2 separate regions of the Rattus norvegicus genome follow, and region 1 is linked to region 2. Evidence: chromatin contacts called from public Hi-C data. All regions are on one chromosome and are shown on one strand. Each heading gives the region's core, a stretch centred on a gene start, on an enhancer-like site or on the middle of the called end of the contact. The rest is flanking DNA. Distances are from core to core; before and after follow the strand shown. Region 1 has its middle 28 kb from the start of Gpalpp1. Region 2 holds the start of Kctd4 (potassium channel tetramerization domain containing 4).

Evidence for each region. A called contact is a pair of places that touch in the nucleus more often than the background predicts.
Region 1: a Hi-C map of frontal cortex shows a contact between it and region 2, with 2.9 times the contacts expected there. The contact joins the enhancer-like site here to the promoter of Kctd4 in region 2. A contact is called at or near these places in 2 of 12 Hi-C or Micro-C datasets (frontal cortex and kidney).

What each region holds. Positions count from the first base shown.
Region 1 is chr15:57,807,704-57,813,560 of GRCr8, reverse strand. No RefSeq gene overlaps it. Among named protein-coding and RNA genes, the nearest start is that of Gpalpp1, 28 kb to the left of the region's middle. Within about 2 kb of position 3,565, at least 8 of the 93 cell types and tissues checked have an H3K27ac peak or open chromatin away from gene starts, as enhancers often do.
Region 2 is chr15:57,679,401-57,685,858 of GRCr8, reverse strand. Kctd4 (potassium channel tetramerization domain containing 4) reads right to left here and starts at 2,247. Exons shown (of 1, transcript NM_001109650.1): 1 at 1-2,247. The coding sequence starts at 2,062. The coding sequence ends at 1,283. All of the region lies in intron 4 of Gtf2f2 (general transcription factor IIF subunit 2), which reads left to right.

The DNA of each region.
Region 1 (5,857 bases), core at 2,316-4,815, 130 kb before region 2:
ATGTCTGTTTATGCAACCATGCCAAAGCAAGACTCTACAGACCATGTGGGGGCCCATGAGGGCATATATAATGCAAGTTCCAGACTAAGAGCCCAACACAAGCCTAACAAGTTGGGAGAGCCACCACATATGAGACTAGTCTGTTTAACTGTTTAATTACCATATGTTAATTACGTACAGTGACAAGTTTCATTTTGACAGTCACACATGTATATGATACAGTTTGATTATATCCACCCCATTATCCCTCCCACTGCTGCTGATCCATTTCCTCTCCCAACAAACCTCTACTTTTTCTTTCTTTTTGGTGACCCACTGAATTTAATTAAGGCTGCTTAAGTAAGCATGGGAAAGGAACTGTTTACAGGAATGTAAGCAACTTCCCATTGGCCAAACCATTAAAAGAAATGTCTCCCCTTTCTTCACCAAACCTTAACTGCCAATAACACTCAGGAAGAGATGGGACCATGTGGGTTCCTCCAACCCCAGATGGTAATCTCGTCAACTTGACTGGACTGAGGAACACCTAGGAGATTAGTAAAGCATTTCTACATGTGTTTGGGGGATTTCAGGAGACAGGCAGATCCTGTGGGTTCTGATCTAATGAATATATTAACATATTGAGTCATAATTTGATCATTAGTGGGAGGTGTTAGAGAGGGAAAGTAGAACCTAGTTGGGGAGGCAGATCGCTGAACTGGTATCTCTGGGAGAGGGCTGCTAAATGGTGCCCCGACTTCTTCCTGTCTTCCTCTGTCTCAGCTTCCTGTCCTTCACAAGGTGAGAAGTGCCTCTGTCACATATCCTCACTATGATGCTTGGGCTAAGGCACAGAGTGACTGACCAAGGACTGAGGCCTTGAAACCACGAGTCAAAACAAATCTTTCTTCCTTTAGATTGTTTCTGTGGGGTATTTTGTCACAATGATACAAGAGTAATTGTACCTCACATTATACGGGGGGAGGAGGTGTTTGAAGAATTCAGGCTCATATTTCTTTGCTGAGTAGACAAGTCAATTTGCTCCTTAGATCTGTTTGCCGACCCCATCTCATCCCCATCTGTCCTTTACCAGTGGTTCTCTCTCTGCATCTACGCGCACTCAAGTCTCTCCCATTTAAAAACAAAATGACAGCAACATTGAACCCTCTTCAAGGAAAAGGTCAGGACAAAATTAAAGCTCGGCAGTCATGGGAAGTTCCCAAACAGATGCAAATATGAGGGTGGCATTTTGAACCTGTGAATGTGACTGTGAAAGTCAGTCACTCAATAATGGGTGTTAACAGGATAGACTTGTGGGAAAGGGGTTGGCTTCTGTCTTGCAAAGTATACAGAACTAAATCCCAGGTAGATTGAATATTCTGAAGGTAAGAAATAAAGTTCTAGACAAACTATGTAGCTAATACTTTATATAACATGAGGTGATTTTGTTGTCATGGAGTTACAAGGATTTTTTTAACACTAGCTTAGTATCCAGAACTCCTAAAATAAAACCTGATAAACTGGTCTACATTAAAGAGAAAAATCAGCATAAAAACATAGTCGAGAGATAAGTGAATACTTACTACTCGTAACACAGATGAAAAGCTCAATTCCTTTTGAATTTGAATAAAATGATAAAATACCATTTAGAAAAAAATCAAGACAAAATCAGCTATGCAATGGGTAACTGGACAAAGAAGATAAACACAACGTTCACAAGAACAGAATTCTTAGAAATAGGAGAAGAAACAAACGTACTCATAAAGAGAAGTGCAGATTTAATACAATTTGGAGCCCAGAGTGATGGCACGCACACCTGTGACTCTAGCACTCAGAAATCTGAGGCAGGAGGACCACCCCATGTTTGAAAGTAGCCTGATGTCCATCATTCATCCAAGTCAAGCCAGGGCTGCATAGCAAGACCCTGTCTCCGAATAATAGTATAGGAAAGTAACGGCGACAACAACAACAACATCAACAACAACACCTGCTTCCGTGCAGTGTTCGCTCCACTAGAACAGCTGCCATTAAGCATTTCAGTGGGGCTAAATCTTTGGAGGCTAAACCAGCCTTGCTCAGCTTGCTACACTGTGCTTGGAACATTAGTCGCTTCTTGAAGTTTCTGTTCTCTCAGTCCACCTTCCTCTTTTCTAGCTTGCTGTCCATAGGATGATGCTTTTGGTAGCAAGAAGCAGGATGCCAAAATTCAATGAGAGAAGGCTGTTGGAGAACTCGGGTTTGGGTCAGAGGCTGCAGAGAGGGTGTGAGCCCAGAGCCTCAGAGGGCAAGAGGGACTGGAGAAGTCTGGAGCCCCCTTTATCCTAAGTCTGCATCCCTCTGAGTGGGCATTGATCCCACTCCCTATAGGCTGACCTTCTCTTCTTGGTAGGACACTGGACCATTAACTACTGGCCTCTCTTGTTCTTTCAGTCTAGAAATTCGCCTCAGTTTTCCCTCCACTCTGGCTCCTTCTGTTAAAAGATCACAGCAGAACCTCAAAACCTGTCCTGCAGTTCCAGTTCATAGCACCCTCTCCTCAAAGCAGACGGCTCAGATGAAGTGCCTGAAGGAGTCCCTGGGAATCAGATCTGTGTCCGGCAGTAAGTTTCACCTCCCCACACCTCCCATTCTAGCCTCCCATGTCTTTGAACTGGACCCCCAATGCCTTCTTGGCAGTAACAATACCTATAGAAACAGACCCCAGGGGCATTTCAAAACTGGGTTCAAGAGGGTTAGACAGCACCATAGGAGACCCAAATACATTTCCTGGGGTTGACCTAGATAGCTACCTGACACACTTTTTAAAGGGTGAGCAAAAAAACAAGAAACAAAGGTGTGACTTTCTGGAAGTAAGGAGTGTGAGATTCTACAAGTAAGTTGGGTCAGAGGCATAGATCTCGAGATGTTAGACTCTAGCTGTACCCCTTTAGAAGTTCTATGGAACATTCCTGGCTTGAAGACAGAGCAAACAAAACATGGCCCCCCCAGGACAGAATATGTAAGTTTTGCAACTCTGCGCTGAAATGAAAAGGTCTAATCTCCTCATAACATTAATACTAAGTTTCAAGGAAGACTTGAGCTCTGCTTGGGTCAGCTGCCCACCCATCCCTGGACAACCTAACTGCCTAGAGTACAGGGGACATTTTACTTCTGGCTGGTTCCGTAGCCCACCAGGCTAGCTGCCACTCTTACCAGGGCTTGGGTGATGCATTAAAAAAAATCAGTATAGCTCTAGGAAGGCAGGAGGGAGGGAGGGACACTGGAGAAAGATAATTTTCCCCTGTGAGTCCTGCAGGTTTCCAGTCCTTTTCCAGATGAGGAAAAGCTGGAGCTGTTAGACTTGCCACAAGGGGGCTCTTGGATTCCACGTAGGCTGTCTGTCTGTTCCAAGAAAAGCCAAACCCAACTTTGAATCTTCACCTGGGCTGGTAGCCCCAAACAGATGATTGCTTGAGCGAGCCCAGAGAGATGATTTGAGATGGAGGTGATGGAGAAATGAGTAAAAGCGGCACACTGCTCAGCACGGAGATGGAGGACGACTTTGAAAGAGATCTAATCTGAGTCCACTGCTGGACAACATCCCAGCCCGGTCCCAGAAGCACACATCCAAACAATAATATATTGGTCCCTCACCCAAGACAGCTTTCGCCTCTAGTTCAGCAAAATACCCAGGTTCAGAATATTGAGTTATCAATCTACCTGCAATATTGTTCCCCATTGAGTCTGCTCCTCATTCTAGGTAGATTCAGCTGTCACAAACATTATTACCATCTCCCCCTTTCCTCCCAAGAGGTCACTAAAACTTTCATCCTAGACCTTTGGACCTTACATATCTGTGTAGGCAGGCAAGAAAGAAAAAAAAGCCTCCTTTTAAATTTCAAATATATATCTAACTCCAGCGAGAAACCAGGAAACGTAACCATGGAAACAAGAGCATGAGTGTAACCATGGCAACCCATTTAAACCAGCTGGTCCATTATCATCTAGAATCTGGTGGGCTCTGGATGCTTTAAGGGCAGATAGCCCTGCTTAAGATGGTCAAGTGAGACCAATTGTTCATGTCAGTGCTGTGTAGTATTGTCTGAATGTTGCCAATATTTAAAAATGTTAGGGAACAAAAAGCCTTTCACAGAACTTCCTCTGTTACACTAATTTCTTTCTTTTATTTTTTTCTTTCAGTTTTATGAGATTCTCTTGTACCCAGCCTGGCTTTGAACTTGCTAAGTAGCCAAGGATCTCCCAAGCTTCCAATCCTACTGCTGATGCCTCCTAAGGCTGAATTGCCAATGTATGTCACCACACCCACTTTTGCCTATAGCAATTATTTTATTGTTTTGAAACAAGGGTTTCACTATGTATCTTTGGCTAGCTTGGAACTCACAATGTAGACCAGGCTGGCCTGGAACTCACAGATATCTCCCTGCCTCTGCCTCCCAAATACTAGAATGATATGAGTACATCACCATGCCTAGCTGGTTTTTGGGTTTTGTTTTAAACAGGGTATCCTGCATCCCACCCAGGCTGGCCCATAAATCACTGTCTCACTACACAGCCAAGGATGACCTTTAACTCCTGGTTCTCCTGCTTTTAGCTCCTGAGTGCTGGAATTACAGTCATAGGCAGCCACACCTAGTTATACAGTTCTGGAGATCAAACTCAGGGCTTTGTACATGCTAGGCAAGCACTTTGCCAACTGATATCATCCCCAGCCCTGTATCCCAATTTCTATGTGATCCTTCAGTCTTTCTGCCCTGCCTTCTTACCATAATGCTAACCAGCACTTTGCCATTCATTATAAATTCAGCAGACACAAACTAATCACTTCAGTGCGCTAAACACTACATACCGGTGCCGCAGATGATAAAGACCGTCTCTCCAGGGTCAACACCAAGGTGGGTCTTTCAAAAAGCTATTCGCTTAGCAAAAGGGTTTGTTCCCAGAATGACAGAATTTGGATTTGTTCTTCCAGTAACGAGATACCCTTTGGACAAGGCTTTTCTTGGTTTCGGTGATCTGTTTTTGTTGATGCGTTACAGTGTATGCGAACACGTTGAACCCTGGGCTTTGCACATGGTTCACTATTTTATACCATGGAGCCACTCCCACAGGTGCTTTTTTCCCATTTTGTGGAGGAAGCTTCACTCTTCTTCCCCTGTCAGAACAGATGTTGCAAAGTAAGATCCTTCTGCACGACCCTTCCCTTTTCCTTGGGCATCACGATGCCTGTATCCCTGCTCAGTTTCAAAGGCCAGGGGACAGTCTGTGAGTCTTGTGTCTTAGTGGGGTAAAAAGACAGAGTAGATGACCACCACATATAGGTATGCCACTGGAGGCAGGTTCCTGGCCCTCTCCAAAACTCACCCTTATCTGTACCTCAGCCATCCCTTTCATCCTCAGCCCTTTCCCCCCTTTCATTCAACTGGTCAAATCTTCAGGCATGCCACTGGAACCCTGTTGACCCATAGATAATGAGTGTCATGGTTAATCATGACTCAGATTGATTGGATTTAGAGTTGCCATGGAAACAAACCTCTGGGCACATCTGTGAGGGAGTTTCAAGATTAGGCTAATTAGGTGAGAAGACCTACCCTGTGGATAGTATCATTCTATGGGGAAGGAGTCCAGACTGACCAGGAAGGGAAAAAGCAAGCTGGGCATCAGCTTTAACCTGTCTGCTTCCTGCCTAGATGCACTGTGAGCAGCTGCCTTGTGCTCCTGCTGCCGTGCCTTCCTCTGCTATGATGGACTCCGCCCTCAAAGTTCTGACTAAAATGAAACATTCCTTCCCTGAGTTGCTTTCATCGGGTATTTGTTTCAAGGTTGAAGGAAGAAATAGAGAGTGGGGAGGGAGCACCAACCTCACTTGTTCTATGGGGCT
Region 2 (6,458 bases), core at 998-3,497:
ATTTGTTCTTAGAGACCATTAGGAATGATGTAGGTGAAACCATAGGAATGATGTAGGTGTTCTTTGCAGAGTAAGTAGGCAAGGCGTGCCCCACATTTAGAGTTTAGCTGGGAGAACAGTCCTTAAGCAGTCATTCATAAAGTAAAGTTTAAGATTTCTGTGACTGTTAGCATGAGATAGAAAACATTAGCACGACTCTGAGATTTAGCAGCAGAACAGATAGTTTTAGTATAACACGAGGAATTGAGTAGTCGGTGTTGACTTTGTTGGGTTTTAGTATGAAATTTTGAAAGACTTTTTTTGCATAATAGATTTTTAAAAGATTAGTAAAGTTCTTCTGTAAGAGTGTTCTTGAATAATGTTCATTTAATATTTTTGAGCTTGAAAAATGAGCATAGAGTGATTGTGAGAGTGGGTCTTCCATTCTTACACCATGTGCTCAGCTGGGACCAAACTGCCCGTGCTGTGCTGTGTGGGAAAGTGCAGCTGCTAATTTTTGTCCCTTGCTGACTAGTAAGGTGCTACTGTAGCCTGGCAGGTGATCGATTGCATGCATGCAGGATATCATGCACAATCATCAAGTGGCACTATTCATTTTTAAAGTGACACGTGTAACTTTTATTGCAATCATTAATACAAGCAAAGAAGCTAGCAGTGCTTTTATTTATTTTTTTATTGTTATCAAGCAGTTTCCTAGAAATTTTCAGCAAAATTATAAATTTAGCCATAATTGTAGTACGAAATACAGGAACTATAATAAAGCTTTTGGTGCCTGCTATTTTAAAAGTCAAATCAGTAGCTCGAATGTGTTTTACAATCCCATTTTGATTCACTGTCACCCCTGCTTTAGGTAGCTCTGTACATTTAATTTGCTCTCCATGTTTATTTTATAAACCAGTTCATTTTCTTCATGGAATTTTGCTCTTAAGTAGAAAAGATTTTGAATCGTATATTGTTAGCATTTGCTATAGTGAATGATAGGTGAAGTACAAAGACATTCTCATTGAAAGACAGCTTAAAGAAAAAAAATAAATAGCAAAAGCATTGTCTTTATTTACAGTGTAGAAGACCACAGCTTCACTGTCGGTGGGAATGTGAAGGCAGAACACCCCAGAGAAGGACATCTTTAGTGATAGATTTACATACCGTTAGCTCACAGTACTTGATTAGCAGCCGGGCTCTGGACTAGCTAGCTGGGCACGTTGTTTGGGATGCCTTTGATTCTGTGGCTTCTGAAGCTTGCTGGCTGCATGCTTGTTGCCTTTGTTCATGAGACAGGTAATTACTTGATAAAATGAAGAGCATCGCTGTGAACAATTGACCCTTTGGAGCAGTCCAGGCTGGTCAGCAGTCTAAACCCACACTTTAAAGCCATCATTATGGCCTCAAACTTAAGAGTTTCCAAGGTGCAGACAAAGGTGTTGTCTTCCTTTAGTACAAGTCGAGTGCCGTTCTCAGACTTGATGAAGTATTTAAACTGAATGATATTTGACGACACAGAGAACTCCTCCGGAAACCCATCCAGCCTGCTTTTGGATACCAGAACAATGCGAGATTTGATTTTTGATATGAAATCAGGAGCATTACAGAAGATTCTCAGTCCTTGTGAACGGTCGTGGTTATCTGTTATTTCTAAGAAAGTGGTCTCTCGGGGTGTCAGCTGTTCTTTTTTCCACCTGGATTTCACCTCCTCCGCCAGCCCCTTGAGCTGGAAGAATTCTGCCTCTTGAGCAAGAAGTTGATTTTCTCGAAATCCTTCGGGAAGTAGAAGTTCTCCATTTCGTAGGAAGTTTAGGACATGCCTGAAGAGGAGCCCATCCCTGTCAATGAAGTAATGGCCATCAGCATCAAATGGACAGAGGATTTTGCCATTTACGATGCCTTCCAGGAAGGTGTCTGGGTACTTGGTCAGTGTCTGCCTTTGAGTAATGTATAGATAACCACCGACGTTGAGGGTCGTCAGTGTGGATGTGCAGTTCTTGCCTTGCTCGGCGTCTTCCAGGCTGTTGTGCCTCCCTTCGTACTCCCTTTCTTTTTCCCTTCTGATTATTTTACGCTCCATTTTCAGGATGCTATTTCAGCTTGTTCTTCTTGGCTTGGAGATTTTTTTTCTTTTAAAAAAGAAACACTACCACACAAGCACGCCTTTATTCCGTCCCAGCCTGGCGATGCAATGAAATGCTGGTAGCACCGCCTGCGCTGGCAGCTGGGTTTTGCAGTAGGTGGCGTGTCAGCTATGCATGCAGGAGCTTTCTGGAGTAAGACGGAAGAGAGAATTTGCATTTAACTGTGTCAGGGAAGGGATTTGTTGCAAAAGGATTTCTGTGTCTGTTTTTGAGTAAATGAGACTTACTCAGAGTAAATTGACTTTCCTTACCAGTTAAACTGCCACTCCAGTTTAATTCCTAGGTAAATGAGAATTTCTGTCCGTTTCTAAAGGTCTAAGTCATTGCTTAGTCTAAGTCAGTAGACTAATACTGAGTTACACTGTCATTTTTTAGAAATAGTATATGTTGTACTGGTTTATTTAAAAATAAGTCATAATAGGGAACCTAAGGTGAAAGAAACTAGCATATAGAATTTTTTCCTATAAAAATACAGTGTTTGCAATGTTTTAGACCCAGACAAAAGTATCTAGACGTGCTGTTGTGACATTGAATTTGAATTTAGTGTTTTGTATTTGGACCTCTTTGTTAAATAAGAAATTTGCAGAGCTTCTTTTCACAAAAGGTTGTTTATTTACGTATTTTTTACCTCAAGGTTAAAAAAAGTCATGCAGGCTGGCTTTGTAGTATTCATTCACATTTTGTTAGTTACGATCTCCTATAGCAAATCCACGAGCTCGTTTTACCCTGCTTAGGTGCTGTGGAGAAAACTGTAGCCATGTGCGTGCAGGGAGAAAGATGATTCTGAATGCCTGCTTGGTTTCGTGGTTACATGTTGTTAGGGTTTGTTATCTCACAGAGAGTGATGGAGTCGTGTGAGTGGAGGGCTTCCCTGCCTCTTTGTCCTTAAAATCGCCCTCCAAAGCATTTTAGGATTCTGAGCTTAGGCTTCTAGAATCAAAGCCCCGGAGATAAGAAATCTGGGTGTGCTTCTAGTACATATTACTTGAACAGCCTGTCTATTAAATTACCCCGAGGAACTCTGTTGTAAGAGTTTGGCTTTTATATGAAAGTCACTTACATTTCTGTTCATTAAATATCTTTTAAACTATATATTTTTATAGCAGATAATGAATTTAACATTTAAAATTTGAAATTGGACTAGAAATCTAAGGCCTAATCATTGTTTGCTTATGATCATGAGATTCAGCTTCTTTACCAAAGAGGGAATTCCGTCTGAGAGAGCTTTTCATGTTTACCTGGGTTTTACACTTGCCTTGGTAGAGCCATAAACTAATGCCTCCTTCTCAGCCCTGTAGCATTGAAGAAGAGTGTGCTCTTACATTCTGACAGAGGGTGTGTGTGTGTGTGTGTGTGTGTGTGTGTGTGTGTGTGTGTGTGTGTTAAAATGAAGTTTTACTATGGGTGTGACTTTTTTTTTTTTTTTGGTTCTTTTTTTTCGGAGCTGGGGACCGAACCCAGGGGCTTGCGCTTCCTAGGCAAGCGCTCTACCACTGAGCTAAATCCCCAACCCCGGGTGTGACTTATTTTAAGAACTGAATAGTTGGGTGGAAGGAAGATACCAGTTTAGAAATCGTGGAGTTTTGTTACTACCACTGACTAACATCAGCAAGAGCATAGATACATTCATAGATACATGCAGTCTGTTCTTTATGAACTAACAGGACACCTGAATCATACAATATGATCATATTTAGGAATAGGTTTTCTGGCATAGCTCAGCTTCCTTGGTCTGTCTGTAGATGCCCTCATGGGACCCTCCTGATGTTGGTGCTAGAGAACAGGCTTCCATTGGGGTGGTGGGCAGGTCAAACAGGCAAGTTTGCTATCTCTTTCTGAAGCCCACTTACAGTTTCTGCTACCAGATTCTCAGCACCACTGATAAACTTGCTGTTTCTTTAGTCTCGCCTGTTGTGTTGTGTTATTTTATTTGTTGATACAGCCTAGCCTGTCATCAAAATCTTGATAGTCTCTTTTCTTCAGCTTCTTCAGTGCTAGGATTCCAGGTGTGAGACACCATACCTAGCTTATAGGCTTACTGTGATACGGACTGACACTCTTCCACCATGTGCCTCTCACCCTAAGACTCGCAACCTCACTATGGTGTGCTTTGCTTCGGCAAACTCGCCATGCACGATTTGCTTGCCAGCTTTGGCTGCCACTGCTGGTTGTAACTGAAGCCTTCTCATGGTGCCTTACTAAAAGAGATGTGAATCCACAGGACTTCCCTTTTGTGTCTTGTCTGCCGTCTTGCATCTTAAAAAAGGAAACTGGCATCTAGTAGATGCCACTGCATCCCATGTTACTGTGTTTCAGCCATGTGATGGCACTCCTGGATTTACAGGCTTCCTTTGGTTATTGCTGCCTGTGTTGTACACTTGCTAGCTTGGCTTTGTGTGGACTCTTCTGACTTTTTATTTGTGATAGATGCTTGTCGAAGGTAGTCAGATGGTCTATATAATATACTATATAATATAATATATAATAAAGTTTATATAATAAACTATATAATAGTACTTGTGTGACAGTACCAGAGAGAGTCCGTTTGTATGACTGTTTCTCTGCCTCACTACAGGTATAACGTAGAATTAGCAGTCCAGCAAAACTCCATCACAAGAGCCAAAGCCACACATCAAAGGTTGGCTCCTTTGACCGCCCTTGACCACTAGCTTAGAGCATCTCATCTAACTTTGTAGTCAGGAAGGCGTCACTGTGGAAAGCAGAGGCTCTGCTTCCCTTATGACCTTACTCTTACAAGTTGGATCACTCGGTGTGGTAATTCATGCTTACCCTTATCCCCAGCTCTCAGAAGTTGAGGTCAGAAGATTCTGAATTCAAAGCTATCTAGGCTACATAGTAATTCAAAATAAATTTTAAAAAGGAAATAAGAAAACCTCATAGAGGGGTTTAACCTTTTTTTTTTTTTTTTTTTTTTTTTTTTTTTTTTTTTTTTTTTTTGGAGCTGGGGACCAACCCAGGGCCTTGCGCTTGCGCTCTACCACTGAGCTAAATCCCCAGCCCGGGGTTTAACCTCTTAAACACCATAATCTGGAACCTTACAAAAAGAGTCCTTCAGCAACTTGTGAATTTAAATCTCATTTCCTATAGTTAAGCCCAATGCCTAACCGACTTCTGGCAATACTTCCCATTATAAGGTAATGCTCATCTACTGTCTGTAGAAGGCAAGGCTAATAATGGAATTCCCATCTTTTCTACCGACTCTTAATGGGAAGTGATTGGCATAGGACATATGCAGGCTCTGCTTATATGTTATACCATGTGAGGAAGCTCCCATCCGATTGACAGATAGAGGAAGGGGCTGAAGCCACCAGACTCAGCAGATCTCTCTTCTGTGAGATCCAAAGCAGCCGTGGTTTCAGGAGCTTTCCTTAACAGAATGTCTTCACATTTGCTTTTATTGCTTTTCCTTTAAAATGGTGAGTTCCATGACTTTAGAGAGAAAGGTGAAAACAACTAGAGCTGTTGATCTGTGCTCGATTGCTACTGCGTCTCCCTCTCTGACCGTGACTCTCATTCTGTTTCCAGTGTATTGATCTGTGCTTTGACTTCACTGCTTTTACAAGTCGAGTTTCTCTTCTTGACGTGTGGCTTGTTTCCTCATGGTCCCCCGCTAAAGCATTGACTGTGAGTGGAATCCATACTGTATTCCCCATGAATGTTTTATGTTGGCCTCTTTGTTTATTAAAAAATAAAATGCCACCGAATAAAAAATTTTTCATGTGAATCTAGTTCTGTTCGCATGTCAAAGTTTAGTTGTGTGAAATACAAAATTTTGAAATACAAAATAGCATTGGCAGTTTCCTCGGGCTAAACTAGTACTGACACAAGTACAGTGTCAGCTAACTGACCACAGCATCACTCAAGCTATGCAGAGAACCAGAATCTTCTGGAACTCACTGGACATGATCTCTGGCCAGAAAAGCAAGTGAACATGTCATTCATGCCTCATGGTTTTCTGGTGCTGCTTCTCCACAGAAGCTGAGGCCTGTGGCTACATTGGCAACTTTTTTTTAGACTTGTAAGAGTACAGGGGACAAGAGTGTTCTATGAAAAGAGCAAATAAAAATGATAGACCAGTGAGAGAAGTTCAGGTAAAGTTCCATCCACAATCTTGCTTTTTTGATCCAAGGGCAGTCTTGACAGCTTTAAATCTTAGTTATTCCTACTTTGTGTGTGCTCTGTGGATGACTCTTTCAGCAGCACTCATGTTTTATAAGTAAAAGTTAAACTTTAAAATTAGTGTTTAATGAAGAGTTTGTTCTAATTTGTATGTATTTATGTGGTGTGTGATGTGTGTGGACATTCAAGCTG